Linked DNA regions of Pan troglodytes: region 1 is linked to region 2. The links are chromatin contacts, called in public Hi-C maps. All regions are on one chromosome and are shown on one strand. Each heading gives the region's core, a stretch centred on a gene start, on an enhancer-like site or on the middle of the called end of the contact. The rest is flanking DNA. Distances are from core to core; before and after follow the strand shown.

Evidence for each region. Hi-C and Micro-C count contacts between places; a contact is called where the count stands out from the background.
Region 1: a Hi-C map of stem cell-derived neural progenitor cells shows a contact between it and region 2, with 5 times the contacts expected there. The contact joins the enhancer-like site here to the promoter of SLC6A9 in region 2. A contact is called at or near these places in 1 of 7 Hi-C or Micro-C datasets (stem cell-derived neural progenitor cells) and 1 of 1 datasets of contacts at active chromatin or transcription factors (stem cell-derived excitatory neurons).

Annotation. Positions count from the first base shown.
Region 1 is chr1:187,199,672-187,206,155 of NHGRI_mPanTro3-v2.0_pri, forward strand. All of the region lies in intron 1 of ST3GAL3 (ST3 beta-galactoside alpha-2,3-sialyltransferase 3), which reads right to left. Among named protein-coding and RNA genes, the nearest start is that of ST3GAL3, 30 kb to the right of the region's middle. Within about 2 kb of position 1,685, at least 6 of the 24 cell types and tissues checked have an H3K27ac peak or open chromatin away from gene starts, as enhancers often do. A contact at or near this core is called in stem cell-derived neural progenitor cells, where this site is marked.
Region 2 is chr1:186,934,866-186,940,532 of NHGRI_mPanTro3-v2.0_pri, forward strand. SLC6A9 (solute carrier family 6 member 9) reads left to right here and starts at 2,083. Exons shown (of 12, transcript XM_016961002.4): 1 at 2,083-2,239. LOC107976715 (a long non-coding RNA gene) reads left to right here. Exons shown (of 4, transcript XR_001720878.4): 4 at 818-1,003.

The DNA.
Region 1 (6,484 bases), core at 435-2,934, 260 kb after region 2:
ATTTTCTAACTTCTTGAAATTGATGTTTAGATTACTAATTTTTTTCAACCTTCGGTTATTTTTCTAACATGCATTAAAGTCTACAAACTTCCCTCTATGCTTATAGGTTATAGTAGCATCATACAAGTTTTGACAAGTTTTGATATTTTCTTTTTTTAATTATACTTTAAGTTCTGGGATACATGTGCAGAACGTGCAGGTTTGTTACATGGGTAAACACGTGCCATGGCGGTTTGCTGCACCCATCAACCCATCATCTACATTAGGTATTTCTCCTAATGCTGTCCTTCCCCTAGCCCCCCCACCCAAGTTTTGATATTTTCAGTATCATGCAATTCAAAATATTTTCTACTTCCCATGATTTTTTCTTTGACCCAATGATTATTTACAAATTCATTTCTTAATATTCTAGTTATCTTTTTGTTATTCATTTCTAGCTTAATTTCACTGTGGTCAGAGGATTGATTCTGCGTGTGATCAATCCTCTGACACTTGTTGAGACTTGCTTTAGGTATGGTCTGTGGCTTTCCCTTCATTTACCTGATGAAGTCTAAACTGTTCCCTGTTCACTGTGACATATAAAGAAGGACCTTTGTGACCTGACTCATTACCTACCTGCCCAGGGAGTACCATCCCCCAGAGACTCTATATGCCAGCCACATCCATCTTCCCCTGGTTTTCACTCATGCCATGCCTTGCACTCTTGCGCCTCTATCCATAATCTTCCCTCTGCCTTTCTGCTCCTCCTAGCCCTCCCTACTCAGCTCAGATGTTACCTCCACCACAAGGCCTTTCCAAGCATCTGTCCGTCCCTGAAACTCCTCAAGTGGTGAAGTGCTGTGGCTATTGGTATCCCTACCTCTTTTCTTTCTCTCGCAATCTAGCCTCCACACAGCTGCCAAAGTGAGCCTTCTAAAATGCAAATCCGACCACATTTCTCTCTCTCCTTTTCATCAGCTGCTTCCGCCTAACTCAGAATCCAAACTCTGCATTCCACACAAGACTCTCCCAGCCCTTTTCCAGGCCCCTCCACTTTATTCATGCTACTATCACTGCCTAGAATGCACTTCTCATCTTATTCATTCATCTTTCAAGTCCAGGCTTGAGAGTCACTTCCTCTTATTTTGCTGAGGGAATAAAGGAACACAACCTCCCATTTTAAATTCTAGGTGCTCAACAGAAATTCCAGAAGAGACCTCTGTGTTGTTAATTTTCCTTCACACAAAAGTCCAGAACACTACTTTTCCACCAGGTCTTTCCATTAAGGGTAGAAGCCTTTAATGGCCCTGCTGCATTAAATCTAAACTCCACACCTCACCTTAGGGCCTTCTGTCATCGACTCTGCCCTGCTCTGCAATCCTCGGTCTCACTACTCCCCGCCCCCCACCATTCCTCACAAGCCGCTCTCAGCTCTCACTGAAGCTTACAAAATATTTCGAGTGCTCTGTCTGCTAGAGCACTTTCCCAGGTCCCCACATGTCCTACCCCAACCGCCAGGTCCCTGCTTCAGTGCCCATCTCTTCCTCAAAGCTTTCCTTGACATCACTTCTTATTTATTTACTTATTTTTTTTTAAATCGCCACTTCTTTGTTGTCTCTGAAACACTTCATCTCATTGTCTTGTCCTTGGTTACTTCCTGTGAGTCTCAGCTTTCAGTCTTTAAAATTCCCAGGCCCAGGCGCCTCTCTTCCTAAATGCCCCACACTGCCTGGAATAAAGCTGAGTAAGTAACAAGCTGTCAGTCAGCAGTAATCCTCATAGACTGACAGAATAAGTCATTGGTATCTCTCCCTTGGCCTCTCTTCCTCTGACTTAAGGGCTACTTGGGTGGTATTCATGTGAATCCGGGCAAGGAGCTGTCAGGGCTATTTGAATGACTATTTCCTTGTAATTTCCTCCACTGGATTTTTTATTCCAGCTCTTAGAGGAGAAATAGGAACATGAAGAATGGTGCTGGTCTCAGTGAAGAGACCTGTCTCTTCAAGCTTCTTTCTTCAAGCACAGAGAAGCTCATGTGCTTCCCTGCAGCACACATCTATCTCCATGTTACCATGTGAAAGACATCAATTCTGTTATGGCTGAGGGAAAGAGGAGCTTGTTTTTACAGCTACATGGCAGGATCAGAAGCTTCTCAATCTTCTCCTATATCACTAAAAAAAAAAGCGCACGTGCACGCGCGCGCACACACACACACACACACACAGACACACACACATGCACACGAAATTGTTTTACCTTTTTTTGCCTTTCCAGAGCAAGGAATCCTTAAATTCTCAGCTCTGTATTCCTCCCTTCTTTTCCTTCTCTCTGATAAAGTTTAGCTTTCCTCAGCCTTTTAAAATGTCCCCAGGTAAGTAAAACTATGATACTATGATGGTGGCAATTTAAGTATTTTAAGTGTGGGGAACCTAAAACATACAGTTTTAGAAGTGTCCTTGATTCACCAATAGTGATGAAATGGAGCCACCACACAGGTATGAGCAACATCACAGTGTAGCTGTGAGGGCTACGTGGCCTCCTCTCAGTTAGGTGGGACCACGCGACTGAGTACTGCTCTGTGGAACGTGCGCTGCAGGGAAGCACACGAACTTCTCTGTGCTTGAAGAGAGAAGCTTGAAGAGAGAGGTCTCTTCACTGAGACCTGCACAGTTCTCCATGTTCCTGTCCATTTCTCCTCTGGGAGCTGGTTTAGAGAATCCAGTGAAGGACTCCAGGCCCTAGGGCCTGGGGGAGTCACTAGATGAAGTCTGTGGCCCTAAATGAATTAGGTAGAGCAGAATTCCTCCCCACCAATATAGAACTGCACCAGATTGTGACAGGAGAGAAATAACCTTTATTGTGTTAAAACCACTGAAATTTGGGGGTAGTTGGTTACACTAGAGTTCACCCTGACACTAAAATGATAAATGAAAAATGAAATTATTTTTATTTTTATTCTTAAAGTTAAAAATAACAATTATTCTTAAGTATTGCTTCAAAGCAATTCTGTCTAAAGCTATCTTCTATTACTCTACCAGCCCTTTCAGGAGAGCCCTTTGGGCACTATGGTGGAAGCTGTAGAGGCCACTCAGTAACTGAAGGGCTTATTCCCCAGCTGCTGGGATCGTGAAGGACAGAAAGGCCTCAACTGTCAGCCCTCTTCAGGGAATGCATCTGCTGAAGAGCGCTGCTGAAGAGGAGCTGTAAAGGCACAGCTCTCTCACTCTATGGCTTAGAAAACATGGATTATCTGAGCCCTAGTCCCCATGGGGTGGGCTGAGGCCTTTTACTGAGACTGAATCACGGCCCGATTTTTCCCCCTATACAATCTCCACATCTTTCCCTTTTCTTTTCCCTTCTTCCTCATTTCCTTTCTTTTCCTTCCAGGAGTATTGATTCCATAACCACTCCCTAATAAGCTTTTCACACTCTAATCTTTATCTCAGAGTTTGCTTCCCCTGGATCTCGGCCTGAGACAGGTACTATATCCTGATGCAATATTGTGTTGTGCGACTCTACCTCATTATATAGCCCAAATACTATATTTTCCAATCAAAAATACATAAAATCACAGTGGGATGGGACCTTTAAAATTGAGACTCTGCAAAAATTCAGATGTACTATACTATTAAAAGACTGTTTGTAAGAAAGTAAGAAATACCACAGACATTTTGAGGGCCCCTCTGAGAAAAGGAGCTCTGAAATTGTCTTAAGGAAAATATTACCTCCTTGCTTATAACCAAACAAATTATTAAATACATAACAGAGCTACATAAAAGTTATTAAGGATCTATTAATATTATTCATCTGTGCTGATACCTTGTACTATTGTAATTATAGCAGTTACTTTCTGAGTGTTCACAACACAGTGCTAAGAGCTCTACACACACTATCTCATTGAATAAATGACAGTTAAGAAATGACGCAAAGTCACACAGCCAGGACTCAACGTTAGGTGGGGTGGATTCCAAAGCCTCAACTCTTATGTTCCATTATGTTGTAATGCCTCTACTGTCTTGCATATTCAAGCTCTGAGAGAGGTTAACACTGTAAGGAGTATAGTTCACTAAGTAATTTGCAGGGGAGCCTGGAACATAAGGCAGATATAGAGGATTCCAAAACACACACTCTCTCCTCTCACCCCTCCATTGCCTCCTCTGATGGCTTAGACACTGGCCTGCCTTTGGATGCCCACAGTCTAGTAAGTGAGTTGAAGAACTACTCCATGCAGGATTTTGCCAGAAGTGATTCCAGCGCTAATCTGTCCTGTGGCAATCAAAAGGTTCTTCTGCCCTCTTGCGGCTCAGGGTGACTGCTACATATCAAAGCTCCATTAAAAAGCTGAAACACCATATAAAGGCACTTGGCAGCCAGGCACAAAACAGCAGAAGGCAACACTGATTGGCTTGAAATGGAGCCGATTTAATAACCTAAAAATTTGATCCGCCACTCCTCCATGCCAACTATTGCTCATAATAAGAAAGTTAGAAAGAATAACAGAATACTAGAACTCATAGAAAAACAAACCCAAGAACCCAGTATCTCGTAATTGTAAGGAATATAACAACCAGCTACATCCATTTACAACAATGATAAAAGTTTAAAACATTATAAGCCCCAAAGAAAACTCCCCATCCTTGCTTTTTTACACCTAACAGTATATTTCAGAAATCTTTTCATATTAATGTATACAGAGCCTCCTCATCTTCAGGTGCAGAGTACTCACCGGATGGGGGAACCATGATTAACTTGTTCTCTACTGGTAAACATTCTAATTGCTTCCAAATTTTTGCTATTAAAAACAATGCTGCAAATAAACAAACAAAGTGCTGCGATGGGTAACCTTGTGCATATATCATTTTGCAAGTGTGCAAGAATCCCAGTAGGGGAATTCCTAGAAGTGGAAATGCTGGGTCCAAGGGCAAGGGCACATACATGCCTTTGCGCGACTTCTTGAAACTTTTTCTTCTGTTGGTTTTCCCTCCTATCTGTCTGGCTGCTCCTTCTCAGGCTTCTTCCCATTGTGCCCTTCCTCCTGCTTACCCCTCCTTGGTTATCATTTCCCCAGGACTTGGTTTTTGGTCCCCTTTCATCCTACCTCCTCTCTCCCCAGCAGTCTCACCCACTCTTATCTTCCAGCTATCAGTTTTCTTCCCAGAAAGAAACCAAAGTTATTATTTCTGGGTTTTATGCTTCCAGTTATTTTATGCATATGTATGCAAATCTATATATAATATATATGCTTATGTATGTATAACTATGGATATACACACAGACAACTTCCCCGTCCCCTTGTTATAAATGGTAGCGTTTATATCCTCAATGGAAGCAGTTTTAAGGGGATGCCACCAAGCAACAACCTTCACAGGAGATAAAACTGTGGCCCCCAGCACTTTTCAACCTATAGTTGAATTCTTTGCCAGGCAACTGGAGTGAACTCAAAGTGGAAGATTAAAAGTATTGTCTCCCACCCTGGACTACTCGCCAAGTAGCCATGCATTAATTTAAGGGCTAGAGGGAAGGACAGAGCACAAAGGCCAATAAGTAAAACATCAGAGACTAAATAAGTCTCTGACACCTTCGCAGATATGGTTATATACCTGTGTAAAGGTTTGGTTTGACTTTTTGGTTTTTTTGTTGTTGTTGTTTTGTTTTTTTTTTTAATGAGACAGGATCTTGCTCTGTTGCTAAGGCTGGAGTGCAGTGGCTCACTGGAGCCTCAATCTCCTGGGTTCAAGCGATCCTCTTGCCTTAGCCTCCCAAGTGGCTGGGACTATAGGCACGTGCCACCACATCCGACTGATTTTTCATTTTTATTTTCGGTAGAGACGAGGTCTCACTATGTTCCCCAGTCTGGTCTCAAACTTCTGGGCTCAAGTGAACCTCTTGCCTTGGCCTCCCAAAGTGCTGGGATTGCAGGTATGAGCCACCAAGCCCAGCCTGAATTTTTTTTTTTTTTTTTTTTTTTTTTTTTGAGACAGAATGTCGCTCTGTTGCCCAGGCTGGAGTGCAGTGGCGCCATCTTGGCTCACTGCAAGCTCCGCCTCCTGGGTTCACGCTATTCTCCTGCCCCAGCCTCCCGAGTAGCTGGGACTACAGAAGCCCACCACCATGCCCGGCTAATTTTTTTGTATTTTTAGTAGAGATTGGGTTTCACCGTGTTAGCCAAGATGGTCTCGATCTCCTGACCTCGTGATCCGCCCACCTCGGCCTCGCAAAGTGCTGGGATTACAGGTGTGAGCCACGGCACTCGGCCCACCCTGACTTTTTTTTAATGAAAGTTTTTAACCACAAGTAGAGAGAATAGTATAATGAACCCCATCCTACAGATTCAACAATTAAAACATTTTACTTCTGGCTTCCTTTCTTCCTTTGTTTTTTCCTTCCTTCCCTTGCCCCCTTTTCTTTCTCCTTCTCTCTTTTTTGGCTGCATTATTATAAAACAAGTCCCTGACACCACGTCATTTCATACCTAAATGCATCCTTCTGGACATTATAAAACACA
Region 2 (5,667 bases), core at 833-3,332:
CAATCTCCCTAAACACTCCAAGGAAAATTTTCTCTTCACCCCACGTCCCTGTCCCCAGGTTAGTCCCCAAGCTTTCCTCTTTCTGACGGAGCCTCAGAGGGCTGGCCCCTGAGCACCCATCCTCCTCTCTTCTAACTGCCCAGGCCCCAAGCCCCTAGGCCTGAGGGCATCCTGGAAGTCTGGCTTGCAGCACCCTACACCTGCCTCCCTTCATATGGATTCCCTGAGCCATGAAAACTCTCAGAATCTTCACTGAGTGTTCTTAGCGCTCAGTGCCCTCTTCTAGGCCTGTCCCCACCCCAGCCTACTGCTGGAAGGGAGAAGGAGGGAGGCCTTTTCCCCTTCATACTCTTCCTTGTCCGCCTTCCTCTACTTGGGGGCCTCTTCGACATCCTCCATCTGCCTTTCCTGGGGTGGTATCCCTTTTGATGAGCCCCAGTGAGGAGGCAAGGAGGAAGATCCTAAAAACAACTTATGGAGGAAGTTACGTCCTGGCAGGAGAGATATAGAGGGCTTGGACCCCATCTGCCCAGTCCCAGGAGTTGAGCACACACATAACTACACAGACCTGCTGCAGTGCACACAATCAGTCTTCCACAGATGTACCTACACAAATACACAACCGGGGCTCAGGTGTCTGGGGGCACAGACACAACAGGTTGCCTAGATCCAGGTGTGTGTGCACACAACTCACACAAGAAACACCTGCACTTGGCTTGTAGGAGACTAAAAATCCCAAACATGCTATACCTACTAGGTTTGGGGACAAAGTAAAAGTGAAAATAATCTCGCTGATAAGACTAAGGTGTCTTCCCAGATCTGATCAGGAGTCCAATGTGAATAGGAGACAACAGAGAGCTGTCTTTGTACTTTGGCTCTGAGGAAGGTTTGTGGAATGGACCGCGTGTGGCCTGAGAGAGCTCGCATTTCAGGGAATGCCTGGGCTTGATGCCTGTTATCTTGTTCAGTGCCTCTGATAAATTAATAAACTGGAATCTCACTCAACAATTGGTTTCACGTGAGTTTGGCATGTGTGCACTCGCTTCTTGGAGGCTGACTGTCCCAAGGAAAAAAATTAAACTGTTTCCTGGCCAGAAAATGGTGAGGACTCAGGGTCCAAAGTAGAAATTGCCTCTGTGGGCTGGGCCCCTTCCCTGAGCAGATGCCCTACTCAGGTTGGGGCAAAAACCAGTTCCTCTGACAGAACTAACTGGCCACTCTCCATGAAAGGTGGTGGCTCTCACAAGGTATGCAAATGTGGGAGGCTCATTCCAAATGCCAGCCACCACTCCCCAGAGGCAGCCTGGAGCAATGGGCTTTATATACACACACATGCATTTCCTTAGCCCCTTCTCTCTGTTTCACAGAGGAGGAAACCGAGGCTCACCATGCTCCTTTTGGCAAAGACTCTTTTTTAGCTGAGATTGTAACCCAGGTCTGTCTCACCATGGAAGGAGGAGGGATCCCAGGTTGGTGTCTGCAGCCCCTGTAACACCACCTCAAAAGTAGAGCTGACCAAGCCGGTGGTCCAGGAGGGAAATTTGAGAAAGGGCTACCCCGAGCCCTCCAGTTCCAAGGAGTAGGACCTAGGCCTTACCCAGCAATGCCCACAGTCTCTAGCGGCTCTGCTCCAAAGGGAATGGAATTTGCTCTGACTTCTCTCTAGGGGAAACGCAGGCGCAGAAGGCCAGGGGCCTGGAGGGCTAACTCCAGCCTCAGCCCCCCATAGTGCCCCAGGCCTTCTGGCTTCATTCCAGCCTAGCCCGAAGGGACCCACATCTGCTTGTTCAAGGGCCCCAGCTGGAGGGCAGCGAGGCAGGGGCGGAGAAGGGGACTCCTTTGTGGCGCTCACTCCCAGGGGTTCGTGGGGATCAATCATCTGAAAGCTGGAGAGACTTGTAATTTTATTCCCTGGGAGGAGGAGCCTGAGAAGTCGGCACGGGAGGAGGGGATGGGATGGAGAGGGGAGGACGGCCAGGGGAGCCGTTCGGGTAGGGGAGGGACTTGGCTAGATCTCCCAAGCCTTCTCCACTCCTCAAACTTTCACCAAACTCTTAGCCCCCGCCTCCCCGAAACCAAAACACAACAGGCTGTGGAAGAGCTGCGAGCGGCGCGGCGGGGCGGGCGAACTCGGCGCGGCACAGAGCCTCGGGAGGCTGATGCAACTTTCCCTTTAAGAAAGCCACCTGGGCGCACCGCGGTGCGGACCCAGCACGCCTGGGCCGGGGGCTGCAGCATGGTAAGGGGGCTGGGGGAAGGGGACGCTGGGGCCCGCGCCTCCGTCTGTCCTGCCGTCGGTCTGAGTGTTCGGCGGCTCCGCGGGGCTGAGCCCCAGGACCAGCGTGTGCGTGTGTGTGTGTGTGTGTGTGTGTGTGATCGCGCATGTATGCGGGCATCTGTGGGTAAGAGTGTGGGTGCACGCACCGGGATGTCTGTCTCGCCGCAAAGGTCGGGGTAGGTGCGCGCGTCTGGGTGTCACCGCTGTCACCAAGGAGCTGAAGCGGGAGGGAGAGGGAAGTGGGGGGAGCTCCAGCGTGGGGTAGGGGGGGGCGCCAGACGCCAGTTCGATCGGGGGCGGCGGGCGCAGGCTGTGCGGGTAGCGCCGGAGCCAGAGCGTGGCACTGTCCGTCCGAGGAGCCAGTGGTTCTGCGCTCTGGGGGCCTGCAGGGGTCGATAGTCGGCCGTGCCTGCACCCAGCGTGCGGGCTCCCGCTCGCTCCATCGCCTCTCAGCGCCCGCCAGCCTGGCTGCCTATCTGGCCCCTCCAGCCGGCCTGCCTCCCTATCTGCCCTCCCGGTGCCGGTGCCAGTGCCCGTGCGCCCGCGGGACCCGGGAAGCCGCGCGGGAGAGTCCTGGCGCACTCAGCCTCTCTTTGTCCGCGCTCTGGCCGCGGCTTTGGGAAGGGACTGCGAGCGAGCGGGGAGTTCTCTGGGGGTTGCTACCCTGGGAAGAATCCGTGCCCTCCCCACCCCAACCCTCATTACCGGCACGCCTAGGGCGGGGCCGGGCGGCCGCAGGTGAGGGCAGGGGCCTAGCAGCCCTGGAGAGCCCACCCCCGGCCGGCGCTCCGCACCCGGCAGCCACTGCAGATCTCGAGCAGGCGGCGGGGCCGGGCCGGGCGGGAGAGTGGGGCTTGCCCGGAGGGCCGGGAGGGGCCGGTGCCGGCCCGGGGGCGGGGCCGTGGGGCGGGGACCTCGGCGCCCCGGTACTTTTCCACCGCAGGGGCCGGGGGCGGGGCCGCCGCCTCCACGCCAGCTTAGGCCCACACGTGGCGGCTGATGTAACGCCCGTGCCCCCACATCTCTCTCCCCGATTAAAGCGGACGCGCCCCGCTTCGAGGAACCGGGACGCTGCGGGCGGTGCCGCTGCTCCCAGACCGACCGCGCCCCTGCCCGCCGGCCGGAGGCCTCCGCGCCTCGGGCCGGCGGATACTTAAAGGAGCCGCACCCCCTTTCGGGCCTGCTCTCGGCAAGCCACACCCCCTCGCGGATCACTCTTAAAGGAGACGGGACGCCTGCTCGCTGACAGCTTCCGCACAAAGCGCGGTCTATTTCTCCGCTGAAAGGAGCGTGAGGGTGCGGCCGTTGGGAAATAAAGGCTGCAGGGCGAGGAGTGGGGAAAGAGAGAAAAACCTGAAAGGTTAAAGACTGCCAAAGTGAGGGAGCATCAGAAGGTTGGAGAGTAGTGGGTGAGGGGACTGGTTCTAGGGACTAATGGGCGACACTGAGCATGCCCAAGTGTTTCCAAGGACCGCAGAGAAAACGCCCCCTTTACTTGGCCTATGCGGCGACTGCGGCTGTACCCGCTCAGTTCCCGGCTCTGGGGACACTGAAGAATCACGCCTCTGCCCTGGTAGAACTCTCCATCTAGTGGGGAGCCAGACTTGGGCACAAGGAAGCATGCCTCAATTGCTACGTGTGGCAAGCGTGGGGGTACAGTAGGAAGGCTGACAGCAACGGGGAGGACCTAGGAAGGCTTCATGAAGATAATAGCATTGGGATAGGTTTTGAGGATGGGTAGGATACATACAGGTGGAAGGGGAGACAAGGGTGCTCAAAAAAGATGGAACGGGTGCCGGGGCAAAGGCATGAAGCAGGAGCCCTCTGCAAATGCTGGGTAGTCTCACGTGGCGGCAGATGGCCGCAGGTTGCTGACCTGGGCTCCCAGGTAGAACTAAGGGCTGTTTCCTGCTCCCACAGCTCCTCCACTTCCTCCATCACAGTGAATGGAAATTATGCTTCTTCCTCTATCTGTCTACTAAACTGTGACGTCCTTCAAGCTAGGAAAAGAGCCTGTCACCTTTCCATCCCCCGTGAGGACTCCAGGGCTTGGCCAAGATGGACCGTTAAAACTGATTGACCTGACAGTCCTGTCTGATACTCAGCAGTGAGACTGTCAAGATGGGCCAGGGTTCTGTGGCTGATATCTCAACATCTGGCTCACAAGCAGCTCAGACCAGCTTGTCCAAGCCAGCCCTCCTGTCCCCGCACCAAACCTGCAGCCTCACCAGCATTCGTCCTCTGGGTCGGGCACCGGTTTCCTGCCACTGCACCAGCAGAAACCAGAGACTCTTTATCCCTCCCCCTACCCAGTCCGATTCATCACCAAGTCTCGCCATGTTGCCTTTTATATTTCTCTGAAATCTGTGCACCTCTCCTCACCCTATTGTCACCTTCCTAACCTGAGCCCCTTCATTTTTGGCCTGGCTCCTTCCTTCCTTCCTTCCTTCCTTCCTTCCTTTCTTTCTTTCTTTCTCTCTCTCTCTTTCTTTTTTCTTTTTCTTTTTCTTTTGACGGAGTTTTGCTCTTGTTGCCCAGGCAATAGTGCAATGGCACAATCTCGACTCACTGCAACCTCTGTCTCCTAAGTTCAAGCAATTCTCATGACTCAGCCTCCTGAGCAGCTGGGATTACAGGTGCCTGCCACCACGCCCAGCTAATTTCATATTTTTAGTAGAGACAGGGTTTCTCCTTGTCGGTCAGGCTGGTCTCGGACTCCTGACCTCAGGTGATCCACCCACCTCGGCCTCCCAAAGTGCTGGGATTACAGGTGTGAGCCACCGCGCCCGGCCTGGCCTGGCCCATTTCTAATTGACTTCCTCTCTTCAACTTCAGCCTCCCTCCAGTCCTTTCTCCACACTGTATCTAGGGGGATGGTTTCAAGATGCACATTCCACCAATGGCTCCTCCTTGAAGTTGATCTTCTGCTTAAAAGCTTTCAATAGGCACCCTTGCCCTCAAGATGAAGACCAAAATCCAGACCCCAAAGGCCCTGGCCAGGCCTCTCTGTCCACTTTAATCTTTGACCATTTCCCCCTGACTGTCTGAGCTCCAGCCTCAGAGCCTTTCCACATATTGTTCCATTTGCTTGACTCTCTCTTCCTCTTCTCTTCCTCATTATTGCCACTTTGCCTAATTAACTGCTTTAGACCCTTAAACATCACTTCATCAGGGAAGCCCTCCCCTAGTCTTACACAAGGCCAGGCCCCCCTATTGTAGAGTCTCATAACACAATCTTTCTCTTTTACACCCTTTATCTCAGTAGGCAATTCTTTATTTTTTATTTTTTGAGACAAGAGTTTCACTCTTTTTGCCCAGGCTGGGGTGCAATGGCGTGACCTCGGCTCACTGCAACCTCTGCCTCCTGGATTCAAGTGATTCTCCTGCCT